Regions from separate parts of the Mus musculus genome. Here regions 1, 3, 4 and 5 are each linked to region 2. A link is a contact called in public ChIA-PET, HiCAR-type and HiChIP or PLAC-seq data. All regions are on one chromosome and are shown on one strand. Each heading gives the region's core, a stretch centred on a gene start, on an enhancer-like site or on the middle of the called end of the contact. The rest is flanking DNA. Distances are from core to core; before and after follow the strand shown.

Region 1 (2,700 bases), core at 150-2,649, 280 kb before region 2:
TTTCAAATTACAATTTAGCTACAAAAACATTCACATTTTATACTCTAGGAGAGTGTAACATAGATGCTATTTACAAACTTGCTATGACTGCTACATCAAGCCATTTAAAAAGTCTTTAGTAGTTTCATATAAACACCCATTATGAAAACCAATGGAAAACCCAGGACCGTTTACCCCAGACATCTACCGTTGCTAAGGCAGTTACTAGAGCCGCAGCACTTCACAGCAAAACCAACAGAAATCAGAATGGTCCACACTTCCTTCTGGGAAGAGGAACAATGTCCATAAAAGATTAAAAAAATAATAAAGAAGCATGACTATTTCTTCCAGCGTGGGTGACCCACAAGCTCACATGGTCCTAAGTGCTTAGTAACTTGTATTTTCTAATCAAATGAAGAACTGCTTTGAGTGCGCAAAGCAATCCATGGTGAAAAGATTTCCCTGAACTCCTCAGTGGAAAGAAGAGGTGTCGAGATTTTCAGGTGAGATACAGCGCTTTGTCCCTCTGCATGCCCCTGTGTGGAGAGAAAACACGGTTACAAGAAAATCAGAATCACAGTGGGAGGGGGTGGCAGAGGGAGTTGGGGTGGTGAGGCTAGTATTATTTGTGCTAGCTCAAGCGCATAGATAGTTGACCTAAATCCCTAGGAAAGAGAAACATGGAGGCATTTGTTCTTGGAAAGACTAGAAGATGATGGCTCTACATTTTATGTATGTATGTATGTATGTATGTATGTATGTATGTATGTATGTATGTATGTATGTATGTAAGTTACTTTTCTGAAGCCTTCCTGGACATGAGGCCCCACTCCCGAACGGAGGCGCATGCTGTGAGACTCTCCACCACCAGGTGGCGATGGCCGGCCGCTTACCCACTACTGCAGTAGTCGGTACTCCAGTCCACGGGCTGTGGGGGCGGATTTCTGCACCCAGAACGCACGTACTCCATCGCTTGGGTGACAACTTGTGCAGCTGTAGATGTAGGGTTGATAATAGTCTGATAGTCGGGTTGAAGAGTAAATCCCTGAAGGAAAAGCAAATCTACATTTGAGAAAAGGCGGTACCTTTTAAAGCAAAGAGCAGAGACATAGTTATCCACACCCGCAAATATGGTAGGCCACCTCACTTCTGTAGGAACCAGCGGAAGGGGCTCCCTGACTTAGAGTAAAAAAGAAACACCCATCACCTCATTATCCTTACCTTTCCTTCGCTTAACCAGGTGTCCAAAACCCTTTCATTACACCCTTTGGCAGATACATTGAGTTGGGAAACAATTTAAAATATAGAAAAGCCAACTCAATGTAAGCAAAGGGAGAATGAACGTAAGCTTCTCACAGTTGATGGTTTCTATCAACCTAACACACATTAATGGTTAAGCCCCAGAGTAAGCGACCGAGCCTTCCTGAAGGATTCAGGCAGCAGGTGGCTGAGTGTTTTATTAGGCTACACCTATTCACACATTGTTACTCAAAACCCTTTTTTTCATTCAGTCACAATGGGACCATCTGCTGCTTTTTCTTTATTTGTATTTCTCTTATCAGCTAAAAATTTCAACCAAAGAGTTGTTTCTGTTTTGTTTTTTTTTTTTAAATCAGTTGTTGGACTAATACAGAGACAGAAAACAACTAGCCATTGGAAAACATAGGGACTAAAACATGTAAAGACAGAAAATATTTTTAATTGAAAACTCTCTTAGCTGGCAAACAATACTCAGACTTCAGGAAGATTCTTTTAATTCACTAGTGATGAAGTGTTGACTTTTAATCCCAGCAAAGCTATTAAAAATTCAAGGACGGAATCTCTGAAGTATATAGCTATATCTGGTAAACAAAACACATTATACACAATTTATTTTTAGCGTATCAGGTGAATTCAAGAGCAGCAGAAGCAGGCTTTGTTGGAAGTGACCACAGAAAGAAGCGGAATTAATCTCATGGCTGTCTCTGCAGCAGATTCTAGCCATGGTTTTTAACATCCAAGAAATCAAGATTCAAAATGCACCATGCACAATTTAGTTTCAAGTAGCTTTGGAAGGCGAAATATTACTGACATATTCCTTAAACTAAGCAGGATGGTGGGAGGGTTGATTTTTAAATAAGATTTTTCCTTAGACTTTTACTCATGTGTGGGTGGTCCCTCACATAGTGATTTGAAAACTATGTCTACTTCAATCTTCCTTAGCCCTCTGGTTGGCTTCTAGAGATCTACTGATTTACCATTCCACTGATAAGCCCATGTTACCCCGATAGACCCATGTCCATGTCTATTCCACTGAAACTGTGGAGAGAGGCAAAATTCAGGGTGAAAAGTCACCAACAAGTCAAGAGTTTAGTATTACTGGTTGTTGACCCAACACACCCTTACAGCAGTAGATTTCCTAAGTAACAACTGCCTTGGAGGAGGAGGTCCTGAACAGAGGCCCCTGTAGCTCAGGCTCCAGGCATCTTCCTGTAGCTCAGGGAAGGCAGTTGTCCACTGGCTTTCCAGCCCAGTCGGAACCTTTCTCTAGGTATTCCCAGCATGAAAGGAGCCTCAATGCCCTCAGTGAAAGATCTTCATTTCCCCTGGTCCTGACCTGCTGCTCACCTTCTCAGTTTCTGTCACTAGGGTCCAGTATGATAGTAGGTAGAGAGCTGAAGAAAGTTCTGAGAGACCCTGTATTGGTTTCTTTGACCACTGAGCTCATTGACAGGCTGTGAT
Region 2 (2,700 bases), core at 169-2,668:
GCTGTACATGGTAGCTTTCTGAAACTAGATAGGTAGATAGATAGATAGATAGATAGATAGATAGATAGATAGATAGATAGATAGTTTGAGATCAGTATAGTTTAACCACATTCCAGAGCATTCGAAAAATCACGTATAAAACATGGTTAACATTAATCGTATAGATATTTAATTATTCCAAGATTACTGAGATAGCTAATTTTATGTCAACTTGACACAAGCTAGAGTCATCATAGAGGAGAGATCTTTGAGAAAATACTTCCATATCAGGCTGATGGCAAGCCTGTAGAATATTTTGTTAATTAGTAATTGATATGAGAAGGCGCAGTCCATTGTGGGTGGTACAGCTCTGGGCTGCTCATCCTGGGTTCTATAAGAAAGCAGGCTGAGTAGGCCAAGAGGAACAAGTTAGTGAGTAACAAACACCCCTCTACGACCTCTGCATCAGCTCCTGCATCTATGTTCCTGCCCTGTTTTAGTTCCTGTTTTAAGTACCTTTGATGTGAATGCATAAGCCAATTTAACTGTTTCTTCTCCAATTTGCTTTTGGTCACGGGGTTTCATCATGGTCATAGTAACCCTGACTAAGGGAAATAGTCCACAAAATAACTACATTGATAATAATAAAAATGAAGCACATTATTAGAAAACAAGGCTCCTATAAGATGAAATAACTTGAGTGTCCTTGACATCCTAACTGTTCTGCTGGCCTGCTGGCCTGCTGGCCTGCTGGCCTGTGTCTTGAATGTCCTGGCAGGAACTCTCCTCACCTCAGTTACAGGAATGCATGGAGCTGGCTGCTGAAGGTCCTGTGTGGTGATCTCCCTTAGGATGGATTCATTCCTCAAGCACTGGTCACGCGATTGATTTAACTATGTCTCTGAACTACAAACAGCCTCAGCTTCCTCTGTTGTATCCCTTTCTCCACCCTGCTCCATGGCAGAACTTGACATTGCAAATACTTGCATTGAAAATTGTAATGGGACATTGCCAATTAAAGGATAATTGTTAATTATCAAGTTACTAATAAAATTACAAGTTTAATGGTGATGTCTCTTTCACACTCTTATTATCACCTGGTAAAACAGACTAACATAAAATGACTATAATTAGTTTATTTTAAACACCCATTAGCATGTCCAGTAATATCACCAGCCATTTGAACAGCATGGACTCCATTTCTGACATACTTTAGTAGGTATCTGCTCATCTAGACTGTGGAAGTTTACCTCTGACTAACCTCAAATCAAAGCTGAAAGTGACAAGTGACTCGTACAGACAGGTCTATCTCATCTCCAAGGCGAAAGGCGGTTCCTTTTATCAACAATAAAAGTTCCCTTTATCAACAATTGCACTGTAATATCTTAGAAGCCGCTCTTTAAACCTTGTGACACACATCAATTGTGAGTCTATAAGTAGTTAAGAGCCTGAAACTCAACCCAGAAATCCACAACAAAGCTGTTGTGAGTCCTGCCTTACAGACTATGGTTGAAAGATCATTTCCGGCAATTTTGGAGAAAACAAAAGGTTACTAGAGGTGCAGAGGTACACAAGGCTAAGTCTCTTCTGTCACCTTGCAGCTCTTAGAATACCTCAGGGTAACTACTGCTGAGAAAACACAGCCAGTCAGTGCCAGGTGAAGAAGCCCTTTTCCTCCCATTCTCTCCAGCCCTGTATCCAAGCAGGGTGTCTCACACAAACTGGCTCAGAAATTTCCCGGATGCATTAGACTCCTTTATGCTTGCTTTCTTTCTTTTCTTATATATGTTATTGCCTATACCAGATTTGATAGAAAATTAGAGTATCATCTCAATTCAAAAGATTACACACAAGTAATTTACAGCCACCATTGATAGGATACGATGCTTATGTTTATGTAACAAGTCCAAGCATTCCGGATCAAATGGTTTATACAGGATGGTAAAGAAATCTCCCATGTTTTCTTGGGGGATTAGAAATCAGCTACTTTCAAAGTTGTAGACTATGTAAACCTGATGGTTTGTGAATATGTGACAATAATAATTTTGTATTATTATAAGTAATTATTATAATAAATTATATATTTTATATAAATAAAGTATTATAACTAATAATTATTCTCTCCTTGTGTCTTATACACAAATGTTTCTTTAGTGATGTCTAAATTGGTGGCTGCCAAACCGGTTTGCCAAAGCATATTCATCTTCCTTCACGAAGATATTTCTAAATTTTGGTCAAAATAAATCATGTGTCTTTGCTTCAACAGAGACTTGCCATTCCTTAGTCAGGGGAAGGAGACAGAACCTTGATGCTGCTAAGGTAAGAAGTGTGGGAGGCAGAATGAACCAGAGTGAACCAGAGTGAAATGGACAGATGAGATAAAACATCCAAAAATATGGCCCCATGAGCACCTAAGGAAAGGAGTCATCAACTTGAACAGTAAGAAAGGACCCAGGAAGCCATGCAAGGTTCCTTTCTCTATCTTCTGACACTTAAAAAACTTACTAAAAATGAATCTCTAGAATACTCACTTGTATGTGGGAAACAAAATGCTGAAGAACTTACTGAATATCTAAAGTAAGACCTATTTTTTTTTATGTTTTTCTCTCTGTATTTTCTTATTTTTCGAACGACTTTTTTGTTCCCAAATCAAGAACTTGTTAAAGTCAGGAACCCTACCTCTCGGAATCCTAATAGCTATTGCTTTTGAAAGGAACAGCC
Region 3 (2,700 bases), core at 71-2,570, 310 kb before region 2:
CTAGAACTATATTATTGATCCCAATTATTCTAAGTATTCTAATTTTTAAAACTGAGCCACTCCTAGGTTCTCTGCAACAACAGTGTGCAGATATTCATTGCAGATTATTCTGGAAAACATTTCAGGAAATTAGTTCAACGGAACAGACTAGTCCTTGTAGTCTTGATTGAACTGAACAACTTCGATGCTTTTGTTTTAGTTCATTGCTGCTTCCTTGCTCAGCTCTCTTCTCTAATATTTCTCAAAACTTAGAACAAAATTTCCATCAATTCTGACTAATACCCTCATAGGAATGGCCTGGGTGCCTGCGTGTCTAACCTTTGTTTATTTAACTTATTAACTATTTACCACAACCAAGTAGAAAAATAAGAAAGTTCATTATTTCAGTGATTTTTTTAAAATAGTATTGCAAACAATAGGAGTAATTTCATATTAGATTCTGAGATTTCATGTAGTCTTTACATCCATGTCTACATCTACTACCTATACCTTTAAACTCTATAGAAAGTTAAATAAATGTCAGATATTAGGCAAAACATGATTTGAGCTAGGAAAACTTTATAGACAATAAAAGAGAGCTGTTCTTACTAGGTTAGTAAAATTTTTGCTTTGGACAAAATCACCAAAGAAATCATTTAGCATGCATATCCAGCCTTACTGCATGAGAATACATCAGAAAAAATGTTTTAGACATTTCCTGTATTGTAATCATGTAGCTACCCCAGAAGGACATTAGAATTCCTCTAGATAAAAACCCACAAGTGTCTACAAGGTGAAGCTGGAAAAGCAGGTAAAGGACTGATGACTTAGATCACTTTGGATTTAGGGGGGAGGGCTTAGATGCTTAGATGTGTGATTTAGAAGTGTGTTCCAGGTTCTAGGATATAGCATAGGGGAGAGGAGAGAGAGGGAGAGAAAGAGAATCTATGTAGTCTACCATCCAGAAACTGACAGGGACCAGAACATCTGTCCTCAGGAGTATCCGTTACTTGTCTTTGCAAAGAGAGAGAGAGAGAGAGAGAGAGAGAGAGAGAGAGAGAGAGAGAGAGAGAGAGAAGGAATTACAGCATATTAAAACGGATCTATACAAAAATCTTGACAGGCTACAAGTTTCTTTTAGTAGATACTCACCAACTGAACAGGAAAAGGTGCTGGTGCCTTCAGGCTGCACCTCTGCATGAGATGAGCCAGAGAGGGCTGAGTGACATGTGGCATCAACAGCTTAAGAGAATCAGAAGGGAGGGATATGTGTTACAGGTTCCCAGGCCTTAGTACAACTGATGTCATGATGTAAGTACCATTCAGGCCACGTAGTCCAGCACAGCATAGGCAACAACATCTGCCAAAACAAGAACAGAGACCTAATCCATCACAGTCCAGAGTTCTTGGAAAGTCCCTAAATGCTCTAACCTTGCTTTTTAGCTTCTGTAGTTTTTCTTCTGGCTGTTTTTGCTAACCAAGTTGTCTAAACCAAGGATGTGGTTTTTTGTGCTTAAAAGTTCACCCTGAGAAAGACTCAGGACTGTACCAGGGTTCCAAATGCCCAGTCTAGTCACTGGTGGCCTAATAAAGACTTTCCATTGGTTTGAACCCATGTCGGAAGTCTTCTGCGGGGGATATCTCACAACATAGGAATGCTAGACGTTATCAGTGGGAACTTTTCCGTTTCAATATCACTTAGAATATGCAGGATAATGTCAGGATTTGAGTTCAATGCCCTGGAGAGAGGTTGAAGACACTAAATATTCAGGAAGAGAAGGGAAGTCACTAGGAACATGTATCATGTGAGCCAAATGTAGCATCAGTGACTTTTAAAATATCCAAGCTTTGTAGTTCTAGTGAAACAATTTGTTTTAAAATGTGTGCATATGTATACTAAAATATGAGAACTTCTAGCAATCCACATTCCACCAATCACAGGAAATAAAATTGTTATGCTTTAGTCTCCATTTTTTTTTCAAAAATGACAAATTTCCAGTCATAGCTTAGTTGGTAGATTAAACCTGTTATATTAGCTACTGAGGAAGCTGAAGCAGGGAAATCTCAATTTTAAGGCCTGTCTGGGGTACAAAATGAGATCAAGACTAGTATGAATAAATTGGTGAGAACCTGTAAAAAAATTAAAAAATACAAAGGAATGGTGATATAGCTCAGTCATTTAGTACTTTCTTAGATTGGCTAGGGATGGGGTAAACCTCAGTCATAGAGTACTTTACAAGGACACACAAGGGATGGAGATATAGCTCAGTCTTAGACTACTTTCCTAGGACCACAAAGGACGTTGTTTACATCCCAGTGTCACTCACATATACCACTCCTGGACATATACCACCAAAGGAATACAAGCACAGAAATATACACAAATCATTGCTATTGCAGCAATATTTACCACTTATAAACTATGGAACCAATTTACGAGTTCAACAAGGAAGGACGGGATAATGATATATTCACATGACAGAAGTTTATTCAGCCATGAAGAACAAAGTTATGTCATTTTCAGGAAAGTAGATGAAACTGTAGGTAATAATTTAAGCCAAATAAACCAGTCTGTCCAGATGTTTCTAGTTGGTTCCTACACTTAATATTGCATATCAAGTAAAGATAAGCATATATTACTAAAATAAAAAACAAATTGTTCAAAGGGACAAAGTACAATAATGAGACTTGGGAGGAAGAAGAGAAGAAAAGGGAATATTG
Region 4 (2,700 bases), core at 55-2,554, 390 kb after region 2:
GAGAGAAGCTATCCAGTGTGTGTGTGTGTGTGTGTGTGTGTGTGTGTGTGCATGTATGTGTGCATTTATCTGTGTGCGTACATGCGCACATGTGTGTGTGGCTATAACTTTACATGGTACTATATTTTTATTTGAGTTATTATGCCTACATAAGAAAAAGTATAAGAGATACTGGATCCATATTTACTTAATAGCTCAGCTTTGTTTTTAAGTGTTTTGGGCTCAGTATATTGACCTTGAGAAAACAGGCTGCTATGGTGCTTTTTTTGTTGCCTGTTGCTATGTCATATAATGAGATGAGGACACACTGTGTCTCCTCGTTAGTTACAAGATCATCGACATTATTTAACAACTTCTTATTGGGCCATAAGCACCACAGAGTTATGAAGGAGACTGGGACTATCATGAGCTTTTGAAACCTCAAACCCCACCCCTAGTGACACACTTCCTGTAAAGGTGTTACACCTACTCCAATAAGGCCATACCCCTTAATCCTACTAAGTACTCAAATATGTGAGCCTTTCTGGGTCTTTACTAGGAAGTACAAGGAATCTTAGAATTATGGAGCTGAGTGAAAAGAAGTTGGGTCACTAGCTCAGTACCATTGAAGAGAAATCAAGAACCCAGCCTGTTAAGGATGACCTAGTATCTGATTTTAGTTGACAGAAGAGAGACAGAGAGGGGAAAACATCTTCCCCCTCCGTGCAGAGAGAGAAACTATTAATCCCCTGCTTCAGGGCAGCAGCCATAGCAGCTCATTTCACCTTAACGACATCTTAACAGTTTTGTTCTCAGAAGCTAAATTGCGAAACAGGATTTTTGGAGTTGCAAACAATTCAGCTCATAATAAATACAATCTCTGCAGCAGAAAAGTAAGTACAAATGTGTGCATTGTTTTTAAATGAGTACATACATCACTGTGAATTACTAGAGGTTGAAAACGCAATGATTTCTTCTGAAGTCTGATCAGGCAGTTCACCGGAAATACTTAGTACATGCACTTCCTGTATGCAACCTGTCCTCTCCTCAGCCAAAACCACCAGCAGAAGCCTGAGGGGCTGCTGCAGATGAGTCCCTGACACTTTGTAGGGAGCTGGATGGTGAATGCCTTTCTCCTATTAACAGTAGCCTAGATCCTAATTGTACTGGAGGAGGAAAGGGGGACAAAGAAACCTTACAAGAGGAGTAGGAGGAGTAGGATGAAAAGCTCTTAAAATGCTCTTTGATATGGTAATTCATTGCATAATGCACAGATCACATAGTCAATGATTGTGCTTTCAGATTCTAGTAGAGCAGAGATATTCCTGTCTCACTGATGTTACAGCTGTTGTGATGTAGACAGTGACTGGGGGTGCTGGAATTGGCCATGCTGCTGTGCTGATAGTAATATGCAGGGGTAGCACACATAATGCACAGTAAATAGTTCTTGATAGACAGCAATGTTCTCTCTCCTGTACTTATAGCTGTGTTTTCTAATGATTATTGTAACATAGGCACCATCTCTGAGTATAATCTGTACTGTCTGCAGGATGCCCTGTTATAGTTTTACCAGCACTGCACATAGGGCTCATGTTCACTGTCTGTTAGCTGAATATTTTCTCTCATACTCTATATACAGCCATGCTCTTGTTAATCCCAACGATGGGAAGAGAGACACCACTGACCCAAATCATCTTGGCTAAATTAATTAAAGCAAGATTTTTTTTTTTTTTTAGCTCCAGTACACCAGCCGTATATCCCTAAGGCAGGGTTTGAGAAGTCAGCCTTCGATATGAAGAAGATAAGTCTTTTATAGATCAGGGTAAGGGTTTTCTGAATGTGGGATTTGATGGGCAAATAGGGAGGAATACAAGAGTAAAACATAGGAATAACAAGTTAGTCCTAAGGACCTCCCAATACAAAGGCATAGTGGCAAAGTGGGCATAATAAAGTGGTCCTTATCACTAGGCTGCCCAAGGTGGTCATATAACCTTGTAAAGCATAAGGGGACTGCAGTATGCTTATAAACAACTTTTTGGAAAAAAAAAACAAAAAACATGTTTGACATTCCTGGAACAAGCAGTACAGAACTATTTGTAGTTAAAGTTTTGGTGTGTCATAGCCCAGTCCTTGAAAAATAGAGGTTTAATCATAAAGAGGAACTAACTTAGTTTGGCCTTACTATAAGTTGTCTTTTAAGCCTAATATGGAGTCAGACTGAGTTTTCATTGTGTTTCTCCATGATCCTAGAAGCAATTAGGAACTAGGGACTCACTCTGAGGCTGTACAGTCTAGATTTGTGTGAGTAAGTTCTGTATGATTTTCACCCAAATATGCAATTGCCTATGGGCCCATTTCTCAGAGTTGAGCAGTCTGTGAAGGTGTTATTTTCTCTAGCTCCTTCTATCTCAGCATTTGTTCTGACTCTGACATTAAGAGAAGAGTAAAAATGACCAACAAAGTGATACCTCCACTCTTGCACCAAGGAACTCCATGGATGGGTTAGTTGGGTTAATTGCTTTAAGATTAATGTTTTATTTTTATTCAATTTTATTAATAACAGCAGACTCACACTTGGTGCCAGAGTTGTGGAGGGCAGCTGGAAGGTTTTTCACAATGCCACAGATTTTTCATCAAAACCATGTAAAACTAGAAACGAGTACCCCTTGAAGATATTGACATAAGAACAGGTTTTCATTGTAGTCATGATGATGAATGACT
Region 5 (2,700 bases), core at 159-2,658, 480 kb after region 2:
TATAAACACACATATACACACAAACACACATACATACAAACACACATGCATACAAACATGAGTGAACACATACATAAACACACAAGGCACACATATATGTTCAAACAAACATACACACAAGCACAAACCCAAATACACACATACATCGCACAAATACACATATAAAACACAAACATGTACAAACACACACATATATACATACATACATACATTCATGCATGCATATACACATGTACACACACATATAAACATACATGTAAATGTACACACACAGCACACACAAAACATATATACACAAATACACATAAGTACACATATACACACAAACATGAAAATACAAACACAAAACACTCACCACATGTAAATATACACAGAGATGCATACAGCATACACACATAAAAACATACACGTGCATACACACATACATAAACCTACACACATATAAATGTACATAGATATACAAATACACACACACACACCACATCTATCGCCCAGACATTTGGGGATAAGAAAGCAAGCTAATAATCTTGAGCAAATAGATGTGATTAAATATGATTGAGCATGGTTTGGTTTTTTTTTGTTTTTTTGTTTTTTTTAATTCTCACAAATGTAGATCTTGATGAAGACCAGTTTGTCTAGAGTCCCACTGATTTAATTTGGGTGAGCTATAATTTACTGGGCTGCAGGAGAAACAGTAATTTGTTGAGGCCATCATCAGCTCATTAGAATCACACTGGGAACACTTAATGGTGTACAACCCACAGCTTTTTGTATCCATTTCATAGTGATTCCTCTCGCCCTGCCTGCTGCTCACCACTCCAACTGTTGATAGCATGATCCTTTCCAAACACACCCCAGAAAATAAGAGGTTTTAAAAAAAAAAGATTTAAGTCACCAAGAAACACATTTCAACATTTCAGGGTATGAGGCAGGCTGCTAGGATAAAATATTCTCATGTACTGTTAACATGTAAGATTGGCTAGCTGTTAAGTACTGTAAACTGCAACTTATCAAAAGCTCAAAAATCCTACACAACAGAACAGAAAATAATTATTCTCCCTGAACAGCTATTGTCTCCTGTCTCAGCTTTTCCTGAACTAATAAAAGGTTTAATTTTAAATGGTGCAAAGGAAATGTCAGCATTGCTAAGATATACAATACTCGGGTGCTTGGCTCACCATACATTAAAACGTATGAAATTAGACCTAAGTGAAGCCTAAACAAACCTGAAGATTCCCCTCCCTCCCCCAGGCACCTTTTCTCTTTACCTCTGATTGATAGGATCACGTGAAACCAGCCTGGGTTCCAACACTGTCGTTTCAGATGACAAGGTCTTGATAAGGGCCGAGAGCACTGGTTAGGGGGTATGTATTTCCGGGCCTACGATTTCAGTTATGCACAGTGGGCGATTTAGTTCAAAGGAGCAGGGACATTTATTTTGATGCTTCACAGGAAAAAGGAGTGGGGGCAGGGACGACAAAAGAGAGAAAGGCCTTAAAGGCTTCCTGCATTCAAATGTGTGCATCTGTTTTCACTTTTACTATCTTCAAAAAAAAAAAAAAAAAAAAAAAAAAAAAAAACGAAGATAACGTTTCAGTCTAAGACTGGCTGCTGCTGAAGCTTTGGTGTGCTAAGAAGAAAAACACTGCTGAGGGGAACATGGCAGGGAGCAACAGTCCTAAACTTTCCTCAGCTTTGGGCTTCACAATGAATTTGATTCAGATTCCAAACAATTAGCAATAATAAAAATATACATTAGGTGAGCATGCTCCTCGGTCAGTATTTCTCAGGTAGGTTTATTTTAAATAACCAAAATCAATGGAGTTTGGAGAGATGTAGTTACCTTTATTTATGCTTTCTTCCTCTTTTTTTTTTTCTATTTTTCTTCACAAATATATGGTAATTATTCGTTACCTCCTTTTATTGAGCATTGTGGTAGTTCCAAATAGTATAACCCTTTCTCTAAAAAGAAACACAATCTATTCTTTATAAATGTTAGACACGGTATTTAAATATTGGCAAACAATTCAGTGCTGTAACATACAATGAGAGTAGAAGAGAAAAGTAGCTACCACCCCCAAGACTCCCCTGAGGATGAAGTGTGGCTCAGTCTTCCACTGACTAGAATGGGAAATGCACAATCAATGTGTATAAAGTACTTGTTCCATAGGCACACTCATGAGCACAGTGAGTGATAACCAAAGCTCCATAAAGAAAAAAATGTTCTTTCCATCCTTCTTCCTTAGTTAAAAGGGGCACCTATAAAAAAAGACAGACCAATCAAAGAAAAAATATAGTTTATTGGAGTATATACCTTTAAAAGTTTTTGTTGTATATCTCACACACACACACACACACACACACACACACACACACACACACACACACACACACACAGCACATTTTCAGGAGAGGTACACAGAGAAGGGAGAGGCAATCTGGAATTCAGATATCATAGCCATTGTTTATCAAAACAAAGGTTTAAGCCCAGAGACATGGAAGTGTCAAGAACAGCTTTGAGGTAGGTTATGTCTGCACTTCTTGGGGTCTCTCGTACTTTGGACTCATAGTTCTACTCTGGATTTACGGATAGAGACTCACAAAACGATGTCTTCCATTTAGATGCAATTTTCTTTTACAAGGAAGTAACAGATTCCTGTTTTCAGAGCTTCTCTGTGTCTTTACTTTCTCAAAATTATC

Evidence for each region. ChIA-PET counts read pairs in DNA pulled down with a chosen protein or histone mark. HiCAR-type assays count read pairs that join an accessible place to other places. HiChIP or PLAC-seq counts read pairs in DNA pulled down with a chosen protein or histone mark.
Region 1: a HiCAR-type map of embryonic stem cells shows a contact between it and region 2, with 7 times the contacts expected there. The contact joins two enhancer-like sites. A contact is called at or near these places in 1 of 39 promoter capture datasets (stem cell-derived epiblast-like cells), 1 of 15 datasets of contacts at CTCF or cohesin (CD8 T cells), 4 of 484 Hi-C or Micro-C datasets (CD4 T cells, embryonic fibroblasts, embryonic stem cells and 1 more), 2 of 115 datasets of contacts at active chromatin or transcription factors (embryonic stem cells and thymic regulatory T cells) and 2 of 9 other capture datasets (adipose tissue and pancreatic islet).
Region 3: an H3K27ac HiChIP or PLAC-seq map of thymic regulatory T cells shows a contact between it and region 2, with 3 times the contacts expected there. The contact joins two enhancer-like sites. A contact is called at or near these places in 1 of 484 Hi-C or Micro-C datasets (uterus) and 1 of 115 datasets of contacts at active chromatin or transcription factors (thymic regulatory T cells).
Region 4: an RNA polymerase II ChIA-PET map of memory CD8 T cells shows a contact between it and region 2, with 5 read pairs. The contact joins two enhancer-like sites. A contact is called at or near these places in 1 of 39 promoter capture datasets (hippocampal neurons), 1 of 484 Hi-C or Micro-C datasets (CD4 T cells) and 4 of 115 datasets of contacts at active chromatin or transcription factors (the SCID.adh cell line, large pre-B cells, memory CD8 T cells and 1 more).
Region 5: an H3K27ac HiChIP or PLAC-seq map of regulatory T cell precursor shows a contact between it and region 2, with 5 times the contacts expected there. The contact joins two enhancer-like sites. A contact is called at or near these places in 1 of 15 datasets of contacts at CTCF or cohesin (pro-B cells), 5 of 484 Hi-C or Micro-C datasets (CD4 T cells, CD8 T cells and double positive thymocytes) and 9 of 115 datasets of contacts at active chromatin or transcription factors (CD8 T cells, the SCID.adh cell line, acute myeloid leukemia and 6 more).

Annotation. Positions count from the first base shown.
Region 1 is chr4:6,687,947-6,690,646 of GRCm38.p6, forward strand. Tox (thymocyte selection-associated high mobility group box) reads right to left here. Exons shown (of 9, transcript NM_145711.5): 8 at 873-1,024; 9 at 1-515. The coding sequence ends at 479. Among named protein-coding and RNA genes, the nearest start is that of Gm11802, 11 kb to the right of the region's middle. Within about 2 kb of position 1,400, at least 13 of the 459 cell types and tissues checked have an H3K27ac peak or open chromatin away from gene starts, as enhancers often do. A contact at or near this core is called in embryonic stem cells, where this site is marked.
Region 2 is chr4:6,969,258-6,971,957 of GRCm38.p6, forward strand. All of the region lies in intron 1 of Tox (thymocyte selection-associated high mobility group box), which reads right to left. Among named protein-coding and RNA genes, the nearest start is that of Tox, 20 kb to the right of the region's middle. Within about 2 kb of position 1,419, at least 22 of the 459 cell types and tissues checked have an H3K27ac peak or open chromatin away from gene starts, as enhancers often do. A contact at or near this core is called in CD8 T cells, embryonic stem cells, memory CD8 T cells and 3 more, where this site is marked.
Region 3 is chr4:6,662,496-6,665,195 of GRCm38.p6, forward strand. No RefSeq gene overlaps it. Among named protein-coding and RNA genes, the nearest start is that of Gm22473, 30 kb to the left of the region's middle. Within about 2 kb of position 1,321, at least 11 of the 459 cell types and tissues checked have an H3K27ac peak or open chromatin away from gene starts, as enhancers often do. A contact at or near this core is called in thymic regulatory T cells, where this site is marked.
Region 4 is chr4:7,363,292-7,365,991 of GRCm38.p6, forward strand. No RefSeq gene overlaps it. Among named protein-coding and RNA genes, the nearest start is that of Gm33646, 170 kb to the left of the region's middle. Within about 2 kb of position 1,305, at least 39 of the 459 cell types and tissues checked have an H3K27ac peak or open chromatin away from gene starts, as enhancers often do. A contact at or near this core is called in memory CD8 T cells and thymic regulatory T cells, where this site is marked.
Region 5 is chr4:7,453,888-7,456,587 of GRCm38.p6, forward strand. No RefSeq gene overlaps it. Among named protein-coding and RNA genes, the nearest start is that of 8430436N08Rik, 110 kb to the right of the region's middle. Within about 2 kb of position 1,409, at least 53 of the 459 cell types and tissues checked have an H3K27ac peak or open chromatin away from gene starts, as enhancers often do. A contact at or near this core is called in CD8 T cells, memory CD8 T cells, regulatory T cells and 2 more, where this site is marked.